3 separate regions of the Mus musculus genome follow, and all the other regions are linked to region 3. A link is a contact called in public HiChIP or PLAC-seq data. All regions are on one chromosome and are shown on one strand. The core of a region is the stretch at or near the end of the contact, and the rest is flanking DNA. Distances in the headings are between cores, read along the strand shown. Region 1 overlaps Tmem131 (transmembrane protein 131). Region 2 holds the start of Chst10 (carbohydrate sulfotransferase 10). Region 3 holds the start of Lipt1 (lipoyltransferase 1).

What was found. HiChIP or PLAC-seq counts read pairs in DNA pulled down with a chosen protein or histone mark.
Region 1: a contact with region 3 is called in an H3K27ac HiChIP or PLAC-seq map of embryonic stem cells, with 4 times the contacts expected there. The contact joins the enhancer-like site here to the promoter of Lipt1 in region 3. A contact is called at or near these places in 6 of 39 promoter capture datasets (the C10 cell line, the HPC-7 cell line, HPC-7-derived erythroid cells and 3 more), 4 of 115 datasets of contacts at active chromatin or transcription factors (T-cell acute lymphoblastic leukemia, embryonic stem cells and pro-B cells) and 1 of 9 other capture datasets (embryonic stem cells).
Region 2: a contact with region 3 is called in an H3K27ac HiChIP or PLAC-seq map of regulatory T cells, with 7 times the contacts expected there. The contact joins the promoter of Chst10 here to the promoter of Lipt1 in region 3. A contact is called at or near these places in 1 of 39 promoter capture datasets (the 3T3-L1 cell line), 1 of 484 Hi-C or Micro-C datasets (CD4 T cells) and 1 of 115 datasets of contacts at active chromatin or transcription factors (regulatory T cells).

The regions. Positions count from the first base shown.
Region 1 is chr1:36,829,775-36,833,412 of GRCm38.p6, forward strand. All of the region lies in intron 11 of Tmem131 (transmembrane protein 131), which reads right to left. Among named protein-coding and RNA genes, the nearest start is that of Zap70, 70 kb to the left of the region's middle. Within about 2 kb of position 1,422, at least 82 of the 459 cell types and tissues checked have an H3K27ac peak or open chromatin away from gene starts, as enhancers often do. A contact at or near this core is called in T-cell acute lymphoblastic leukemia, embryonic stem cells, pro-B cells and 1 more, where this site is marked.
Region 2 is chr1:38,896,484-38,899,927 of GRCm38.p6, forward strand. It overlaps Chst10 (carbohydrate sulfotransferase 10), which reads right to left and starts at 1,677. Exons shown (of 7, transcript NM_145142.2): 1 at 1,407-1,677. It overlaps Gm51581, which reads left to right and starts at 127. Exons shown (of 3, transcript XM_030243909.1): 1 at 127-172; 2 at 919-1,150; 3 at 1,234-2,467. The coding sequence starts at 127. The coding sequence ends at 1,867.
Region 3 is chr1:37,870,806-37,874,229 of GRCm38.p6, forward strand. It overlaps Lipt1 (lipoyltransferase 1), which reads left to right and starts at 1,414. Exons shown (of 2, transcript NM_001037918.4): 1 at 1,414-1,520.

The sequences.
Region 1 (3,638 bases), core at 172-2,671, 1.0 Mb before region 3:
AGACAAGAGCAAAGCCCGACTTTCACAAGAACACTGTATGAAATGCAGTGATGGCAAAGTATGAGATGACTAAGTATGACACCTCAGGACGAACTCACACATGGGAAACCTAAAGGTCTCCTTCTCTACATGAAAGCCTACTTTCTAAGATAAGAGGACAAGAAGATATCTCAAGACTCATCCATCTTGAAGAAAGCCACACACAAAGGTGCCCTGAAACTGTGTCCTAGTAGGAAGAGTGAGCACACCTCAGGGCACTGTGACCCCATGTGGCCTCTGCAGTGTTTCTCCCCAGCTTGGCAGGGTAAGCACGGTCCACTGTCAAAGGGTAAGGCTGCACTCTAGTGAGCACTAGGGACTGAGGCTCACTACAGAGGCACTGAACTTGGAAGTGAGGCTCGGATGCTTACAACTTAGGAAATCAGGTCTATCTACACAAACTTAAAGTTAAGACAAACAAACAAATAAACAAACACCCCACTAAATGGTGTATTTTTAGTATATATTTAAATTGAACACTTTATAAGGTTTATTTTTTTAAATTATCCTCAATGATACAAATCATTTTAACTGAAAGAATTCAAAGATATCAATTCTATCCGCACTGTTCTAATAAAGAGAGCCTCGGGCTGGTGAGATGGCTCAGTGGGTAAGAGCACCCGACTGTTCTTCCGAAGGTCAGGAGTTCAAATCCCAGCAACCACATGGTGGCTCACAACCATCCATAACGAGATCTGACTCCCTCTTCTGGAGTGTCTGAGGACAGCTACAGGGTACTTACATATAATAAATAAATAAATAAATAAATAAATAAATAAATAAATAAATAAGCAAATCTAAAAAAAAAAAAAAGAAAGAAAGCCTCAGAGTATAACGCAATGTTTCAACAGTCGGGTACCGAGAGGACTGAAGCCAGGCTCCTGACTCGGTACAGGGCCACTTGTCTGACATCCTGGTATACAAATTGCACAGTAACCTTAATTCTAAGTATCAAATCATTGGGGCTGTGTGAACTTGACATCAAAGCCCACTTATCCCCCCCCCTCCCCCCAGGACAATCCTCCACCTGTGAAGCTCATGCCTGCTTCACGGCCGGCAGGGCACTAGATTCCTCCCCAGTCGAGGCTGATCCTTATAAAGGAGAACTCTTCCCAGTCTGAGCATCAAATGTGAGTCCCTTGAAGCCACAACAGAAGTGAGAAGAATATGAAAAAGGACACTGGCCTGCAGCCTGGTGCTTGCTATGGCAGGGACTTAAGAAGATTAGAGTAACTCCAGGGCCTGCCAGGGCAGCTCACTCTCCCACGCACTGCCATTAGCCCTGGGGGCTAGCAAGACCTCACAGGCTGGGGCACCCTAAGGACTGCTCCCTCCCTCCCGCAGAAGCACTGCTGGAATCCTTGCACCTCTGCTCTCCCAGCATGAGCTTCTCATCTGCTTCACTGTGCGCTGAAGACTGGGCTGGGAACCAGAAGATCTGCTCACAGCAATTCCTTACTTATCAATAAGCTTACTGTTAGTAGCAACCGTCTAAAACACAGACCTCTCCATCCCCTCAAGCATATGTAAGCATTTTGAGAGTAAACAAAGAACAGCTAGAACTGTGAGCTAAGCTGCAAATGGAAGGAAGTTTCTTTTGCTTTTATTGCACGATTTTACCACCCGAGCAAGGGAAGCCACGGAGCACACGTGGCAGGCAGGCAGGCAGCAGGAGTGCAGCTGGAGCCCCAGCTGCTCGTGGCCACACTCAGGCTCACTTCCCCACCTGTGAGAATTTCTCTAGGGTATGATCTGTCTGCGGAGCTAGAGAGCTGGCCTTGTGAGCTGAGGCCTCAGAGGGCTTTCCTTCACTGTCTACCTTGTGAGACAGCAACAATGGAAGCACGGCCATGTCCAGACATGCTCCCTTGCTGCAGCGGTTCCTGAGGGGCCACACCGTAGCATGCTCTCTGTGGTAGCAGCCTTGCAAAACCGTACCAGAAAGAACAAGTCATGTTTTTTTGCTGAGATACAGTTGTTATAAGCAGGAAGATCTTAAAATACATGTTGAAAAAAAATGATTCTTTCACTTCAAATGCAATACTTTAAGCATTGCCAAATGAGAGAGAGAATTTACATTCAGAGTTATCACTGCAAAACATACTGCACTAATAGTGAACAAATGTAAAGTTGGTGAGCCACTTTACACAAGGAGTCTGAACTGTGCACTCTTAAAAATAAACCTGAATCATCAGGTAAAACTCATTTGTCTAAGGAAATAACAAATAAATAAATAACAAACAAAAATCACAATAAAATACTTAAAGTTCATTCAGGTAACTTAAGATGAAAAAATTATTCAAAATCATTGCCTTGTAATGAACTTATTTATACTAGCCACTTTAGTACTAGTTACTAACTACTGCTAATTCAAAGATGACTTAAGAAATGGGAAAGCAGGGCTGGAGAGATGGCTCAGTGGTTAAGAGCACTGACTGATGATCTTCCAGAGGTTCTGAGTTCAATTCCCAGCAACCACCTGGAGGATCAAAACATCTGTAATGGGATCTGATGCTTGCATCTATTCTTAATACATGTTTAGTCTTTTCTCATGATATTCAGGTCAAACTAGCACTCAGTAATTATGTCAGGTGTGGTGTGCATGCCTATAATCCCAGTACCTAGGAAGCTGAGGTAGATCTCTGTGAGTTCAGAGCCACGTGTGAGACCTTGGTTTTTTGTCTTTTTTTAAAAAAAAGATTCCAAGACATATTGAGCAGTCAGAGCATGCCAACAAGCGAGGGGAAACCGGCTAGTACATAGCAACTGGATATTTTGTGTATACATTCACTAGAGCAAATGTCAAGCTGATACAAATGGCTCCCACTCATCAACTACCAAGGAAGCTCATGCAAGCCTCCCTTTGAAGATATCTGAGGCACATGGGTGTCATGATATCAGGAAGGCTGTTTTCTCAGTTACATGACAGACAGGAGGGCCTGAATGTGGGCCTTCTGTGCATGGTCAGGGGATCACATCTGGAGCTCCCTGAATTGCTATCACACACTGGGAAGGACCACAGTGTTTAAAGAGAGAATAGATCTTGGAAGAGAAATGAATAAAATACACATTAACATTCAGCACAGCCTAACTGGAGGAAAATGACTTCTCTAAAGACACACCAGGCTCTAATCTTGTTATACTATGTGAAAGAAATGCTGAAATAAACAGAAAGCACGACAAAGCAAAGCTTGGTTCTCAGAAAACTCAGTTTTCAGTGAATGTAAGAGAGAGATCTACGCCCATGTGACCTCCCCGACTGAGCACCATGACAGCACTGGCTGGTCTCTCTCATCTTTTACGCTTGTGCCAAAGTAGGCACAGCGTTTGTCTACAATGTGTAAGTCGGCTGATCCTTTCCTTACCACACTTAGATGGACCCAAAGAAGTCTGGGTTCAAAGTGAGCTCAACGGTAAGGGGGACTTGGGCAGTCTGAGCCACAGCTCCACCTTCAGGATGCAGTCTAGTGCACAGCTGATGCTGACAGTTATTAAATGAACGAGTAGATGAATGAAGACCAGGATTCTCATATCCTACATACAACCAAGAGTCTACAGGTCACCACAATACAGAGCAAGGACTTAACCCTGCTGTTAAA
Region 2 (3,444 bases), core at 427-2,926, 1.0 Mb after region 3:
TCTGTCAAGCCTTAGCATCTGGCAGATTCTAGACAAACGTCACTTGATAAATGAATAATGGAATAAACGTCAACCTGGTGGCATTAGAGAAATCATAGGTAGGGCTGTTGGCACAATAAACAAACAATGGCCTTTATTCTAAAACAGGAAAACCTCAGTATTAAAATTAATGGTAAGTTCGCCTCACATAGCTTAAGCAATTCCAGACTGTGTGATGAGAAAACTGTCTGGTTCAGAAGATCTCAAGTTCAGGGTCTTATATAGTCAGTCCTCTCTCCCCACCGTACTCCTGGCTCTCTCCTAATTCTTCAAAACGGACCCAAATATTACTGCAAGTGGCACAGAATACTTGCAAGTGTTTTCTGATGCTCTTTGTTCAACTTTGCAAAAACAAAACAAACAAACAAACAAACAAAACTCTATTTTCCTTTCCGGGAGGGGGCGGCTTTCTTGGGAATTTCTTCTGTTCTTGAGGGTCAAGAGCAAACATGTGAAGATTTTTCTTTTCATCTTGAAACTCCAATTCTGCTTTAAGATAAACTATGTCCTAATTATCCTGGGGACCACTGAAGGTAGAAAGTCATTTCTCTCTTTGTGTCTTTTCTTTTTAACCCAGTCACTTAGAAAAGATGAAGTCGTGGCTAGTGATCAGCAAGCGGGAACGAAGCTGAGCTGTCTCACTTTAAGAATGTCTCAAGACATATCCTGCTCTGGCAGTTCCAATAGACCAGCGCAAAAACCCAACTCCTTGTGGCTAACCAGAACCTGCCTGGCTGAGCTACTTTGTATTCACTGCCCTGCCCTTTCCTGCCTTGAATAGACTTGGAGAACGAAAAAGCACCAGCTTTTGGAAAACCTGTTTCATCTTTCCAGCCAGAAAGTGCAGTAATTGATGCCTAGACCTCCAACTTCTGACAGACCTCTTGGTGAAGGTATGGGCCAGCAAGCAGGACCTGCTCGCAGGCAGAACTCCTTCCCCTAGCGCCCCGGGAGCCGCGCTCAACCGTGCGCTCCTTCGCAAAGGCTGCACAGGTTCCTCCCTCCAGTCCTCCTTCCCAGCACGCTCCTGGGACCCAAGTGGGAAAACATTCTCCTCTTTCCACCCCACCCCACATTTACAAACGCAAGTCTCCATCCCAGGGTGGCAAAGGTAGACGATGGATGGTTCAAGTATCATCGATTCCATTCATCACTGCATCCAGCACAAGGACGCCGCCTCGTTGCATAATTAAGTGATGAAGGCTCTTCCCAGGAATCTCTCCATCCAGGGACGTCTTTAAGTCGCCACAGCACACACCGAGGTAGCTCGCTGAGGAAAACCGAGTCCACCACCCTTCTGTCTACCCGGCAAAGGGGTGGGGGACAGCACTTCATTGAGACCCGCCACCCCCGAGTTCCCAGCTCACCCTCGTACATCGGCGCTCGCGCTCCTCCCAGCCGCTGGCGCTCTGCTCGGGCCTCGCGGGGCCTGTGGGCGTCCCCGGAGCCCCGGAGGCGGGCTCTGCCCAGACCTCCGCACCGCTACCCGCCTACCCTCCTGCAGGGTGCAGGGGTGCAGCCACGCCGGAAGGAGGAAGCCGGGCGCGTGCGAGCTTCGGGGTGCAAGACCGCCGCCCACTGCCGCCCGGGAGTGTGGGCCTGGTCCTGCGCGTCGTCGCCGCCACCGCTGTGCACGCGCGCGCGCGTCCACGTTGCAGGAAGCCAGGAGGACGCACCGCGCACCCACCATCCCAGGCCTCCTGGTCCCCATTGGCCTGTGGAGAAATTGTACAGATGCAGCAACCCAGCCGCACCGCGCAGAAAACACCTTGGAGAAGGCAAAGGAAATCCAAAACTTAGGAAAACGCAACAATGTCAACGACAATGAAACACATAAGTAGATCAACAATCATTCTTTAAAAAAAAAAATTTTTTTTGACCTGAGGAAAGGTCAGATCGCTTGAGCTTTGGTATAGTACAAATCTTTATTCTTCCTTAGTTATTTGCATTTGTTTCTATTCTGTTTTATTTTGTTTTTTCTTTTTTAAAAGACCATGCCTCAATGGAGTGCAGGCTTACCTGTAACTCACTCCGAAGCTCAGGTTGGACTCCAGCGTGAGGCAATCCTCCTTTCTCAGCCTCAGGGATGCAGGGCATGGTAAATGCTAGGTACCACACCTTCCTCTATCCATAGATTTTTTAAAATTACTTTTATTATTTTTATGTTTGCATCTCTGTGTGGGTGTGTATACTTGAATATAGGGCCCACAGAGTCAGGAAAAGTGTGGGATCCCTTCCAGCAAGACTTAAGAGGGAATTGTGAGTTACTCAGTGTGGGTGCTAGGAACTGAACTCAGGTCCTCTGCAAAGGTGGTACCACCTCTTAACTGCTGTGCCATCTCTCCAGCCCCATTCATAGTTTCTTAACAACCCTGATTGGTTACCTGGGCATGGTGGCTCACTTTAATCCCAGTATAGGGAGGCAGAGGTAGGCAAATTCTTGAGTTCTAGTCCAGCCTGGTCTACAGAGCAACTTCCACCAGGTCTACACAGAGAATGTCTCTCTCTCTCTCTCTCTCTCTCTCTCTCTCTCTCTCTCTCCACACACACACACACACACACACACACACACACAGAGAGAGAGAGAGAGAGAGAGAGAGAGAGAGAGAGAGAGAACTGGTTAAGAAATGTCTGGAGAAAAACTTTTACAAACTGGCAGGGTTGGTTTCTCAGTGAACTTATCTCAGTCAGAAGGAGTCATCTGCAGACAGGAAGCCTCCCCAGGAACACAACACAGACAGTGAATGGGGAGTAGACCCCATTATCTCCAAGGCTGTTCTCCTGCCCAGGAGTACTGGGCCAGGCTCCGAGAAGACAGCTTCTGTGTGATTCAGAAGTCCAGTTTCTGTACGTTTCACTCAGAAGCTGTGACTTTTAAAAGGCCCAATTTATGAAGATTATGACTGACTTTTGTCCTGACAATGGCTGGCCAGCCCTTGCCCACCTCACCTCCTGACTCCTCAGTCCCTCCCTCATCTTGCCACCCCTCCTCTGTTCCCCCAGAACTTCTGGTGGGTCTTCCTCAGCTGGCCTCCTACCATCAGGCTTTTCCTGAGCCTTGACCTGTCTCTTACCTTCCCCCCACCCTGAGCCAGTCTCTTCCACATCCATTCACTTCAGACAGACAGGAGCCTCTCAGCTCTGCCCAATCAGGCTTAATTTCTGAGTATAAAAGGGGATCCAGCCAAGGCCACATTGGCAAATTCCTTGTGAGTTCTCTGCATCTCTGTCTGCCTCAATAAAGATTTGCTAGCTTTTCTCTACTGTCCTGTCCTTGCTGGTCATTCTTTGCAATGTTAAATGGGATCCACTGGCTCTGAGTGGCATGGGTGGCTGTTGAGTCTCTAGGTCCTTAATTCTTTGAGGTAAGCCTGCCTGAACCAAGAAGCAGGCTCTGTCTCATTC
Region 3 (3,424 bases), core at 164-2,663:
ACATACATACATACATACAGATTGATTTGCTGTATAATGTGTGTTATCTCAGCCTTAATATGGTGATTAAATGAAAGAAGCCCATGCTAATACCTTTAATCCCAGCACTTGGAAGGCAGAGGCAGAAAGCTCTCTGTGAGGCCAGTCTGGTCCACATAGCGAGTTCCAGGCAAGCCTGCCTTACAGGGGGAGACCCTAACTCACACTCAAATAGAAGTTTTAAGAAGAGCAGACAGAGCCAGGCATGGTGGAGCACACTTTTAATTTCAGCACTCCAGAAGCAGAGGCAGGTGGATCTCTGTGCATTCAAGGCCAGCCTGGTCTACAAAATGAGTTCCAGAACAGCCAGGGCTACACAGAGAAACCCTGTCTTGGGGATTGGGAGCGGGGGAGGAGACAGAATAAAATGCAGGAAAGGAGAATTGCCATCACCAGAGGACTATAAAGCAGGTTAGAGTGTTATTGGACATTCCAGTGGAGAAGCTGAAGAAGTAGAAAAAGAGGATAACTGGTCCAAAGACAGACATCTTAGAGCAGACAGTGGAGAATGAAGGAAGGTCATTGAAGGAAATTAAAACAAAACAAAACAAAAAACAAAAACAAAACAGAACAACAACAACAGAAAAAAACTGTCCCTTCTCAGATTTCAAAGAATACAATATAGAAGCAGACTACTAATTTAGGAGCCCTACTAAGGGCAACACAATGTGGGGCTATTTTGATAACTAGCAAAATTCCTACAATGACGAATGGAAAAGTATCCCTTCCCACCCTCATAATACCATCCAGCTGAAGACTGATCTCATCAAAGTTGCAGTAACAGACAGGAGTCCTGTCTGTGGTGCAGCTAATTTATATACCCTGAATTAACTCTGCTCATTTACTGCGTTAGCAGTACCAGGAGGCAAGGCTGGAGAGGCTTCCATTCTAACTGAAGGAGGAGAGACTGGTTTCTGTGGAAGAGCGAGGAATGACCACAAATTCTTTGGGCTCTGCTCATCAAGAAGTGGGTCCGTGATCTCATTCCTTAACTCTAGTCTGGCTTTGTTGTTCCTGGGGCCATAGGAATGCGGTTGAAGCGCTTCCAAGTGCCTTGAATCGAACCGCCCCAGCAGCTAGACAGCACCTCCTGAGTGTGAACAGACCATTTTGGACCACACAGTTTAGCCAACTCTTGCTGAAAGAAACCAGCATAGGAATCACCCAGCTCGTCTTTACATATTTTGGTAAGTGGACTTTGTCCTTTCAATGAATCTAGTTCTAAATGCATTGGCCTGAAGGAAATAACCTTAAAAATATTTGCTTCTATTTCAGGCTTAGCCACGACCTCCTGGGGGTGTGGCTTATCCAGGGGGCGAGCTTTACGGGGGCGTGGCCTCTTGAGGGCGGGTCTCTTGGGCGGGGCTGGGGAGGACTCCCCAGCAACTGCGTCTAGAGGGCTGAGTGTTCTGGGTTCCACGTGGGTTGATTGAGTTTTAATTTGCAGAAAAAGCTGCTGCGGGCGCGACCGGAAGTGGCAGGTGAGTGAAGCCGGAAGCAGTTCCAGTGAATTCTTTGCGGGTTGTGGAGGCACACGCTGAGCAGGAGTGGGTGCTGCGGAGAGCACGCGTGCGTCCCATGGGCCCCTCCTATTGGTTCTGAAAGCTCTGCAGATTACACCTGGTGCTCCGGACGTAATTTCATTATTGGGAACAGTTGATTTCTAATACGGCGTAGGGTAAACTAAACAAGACATTCAGTGCTAGTCGCGTGCCTGCTCCCGAAGAGTAAAGCTTGCTTAAAAGTTCGTAATCACTTCCAGGTTTGGATCGCGTTATTAGGAGGATAGCAAATAGTTTTGGTAAGGCCTTGTGAGGAAGGTAGGCCTGTAGTTAGGTCTTGCTTTACACTCTGTCAGGGAGAAGCATGTGTTGGCAGTTGCAGAAGTGTCTCCCAGAGCATGGAAGTAAGAGCCTCCTGAGGAAATAATTATAACACCAGTAATGAAGATGAAAGCAGAGAGCTGGGGGTGGATTGCTCGGCGGTACAGTTCAAACCTAGACTGAGTGAGTTCCATCCCTTGCTCAGCTAAAGCTGTTAAAATAGAGTGTAGTTGGGTATATCAACCACATCCTAGCCCAGGCGCCTACAGAGGAGTAGGTGGCCAACACAAAACAAACTCCACGGGCTTTTTTTTTTTTTTCTTTTTTGGTCTTGTCTCGTTGATCTTTTACTTATTTTGACTTTAGTTTTCATAGGTTTTGGTTTTTTAAAGAAAGAACATAAAGTTGGGTGGATAGGGAGGTGGTGGGATCTGAAAAAAACGGGGAGAGGAAGGAACGTGATCAAAATGCATTGTATAAAAAGTTTTTCATTTAAAAAAGTAAAATATGGGTGTGGGTCGCTATGCAAAGTAACACTGTAGAAACAGAATTCTACCAGGTTTTCAAAAGTTAGATTGTTTCATTTTGTCTGTCAGCTACAGTCTGTCTCAGAAGGTATGTCAGGCCTTCAACCCAGAGGCAGAGGCAAATAGATCTCTGTGAGCTCAAGGTCAGCCTGGTCTACAGAGGTAGTTTCAGGAGATCCAGGGCTACACACTCATCGTGTCTGAGGGTGGGGAGATTGTGTTCTGATAACTAAAATAATTTGTGATACGATACATAATAATCATTTAGTTTAACTCCTTAAAATGACTCACGTGTAACTATTTTAGTAGTCCTATTTAAACATGACTCACACAGATTTACAGTCTTTATTCTGGCAATGTGTCTCCCTTCCCTGTGACTCTTGTCACCTTTATGTAGTTCACTGATGAATCCCAACTGTCAAGGACAAAGCATGCCTTATAGTTACTGCAGACTCTGTCAGCCATTGGCTGGTTAATTGTGGACCATAGTTAATGTATCAAGGTAAACTCCAGTTTGACATATCTTTTAGGAATCCTTGTACACTTGAAAGAAGACATGTTAAACTGTCAAAAAAAAAAATGGATTGGAAGAGAAGACCTTGAAATCACAATTATTTAGGTTCATCTCATGTGCTCTTGAATTCAGTTAAAGGCAACTGGATCAGATAGAGATTAAACTACCGGTCTAAAGCTATTCAGTTAGTTGCAAAGCAAGCATTAAAATGTAAAAGCAACTATTTTACCTGAACCTCTATATATGTTAATAAGTGTGACTATTGTCACCTTAGGAGAGGATGTCACAAGGTCTTTTTCAAATCCCAACTTCAATGGGCACATTCTAGTTTATTAGTATCCGAGACGTCATGACACCTAATCCTTGATGTTTCTCCCTTGGATCACCCAAGAAGAGGACCTTAGGCCAGTGAGCCCAGAAAACCACTAAGCTTCAGGTTGAGTAAGAGACCCTGCCTCAAAGAATATAGTAGAGAGTGAGAGGACTCTTGGACATTGACCTCTGACCTGTGCATGCACAAA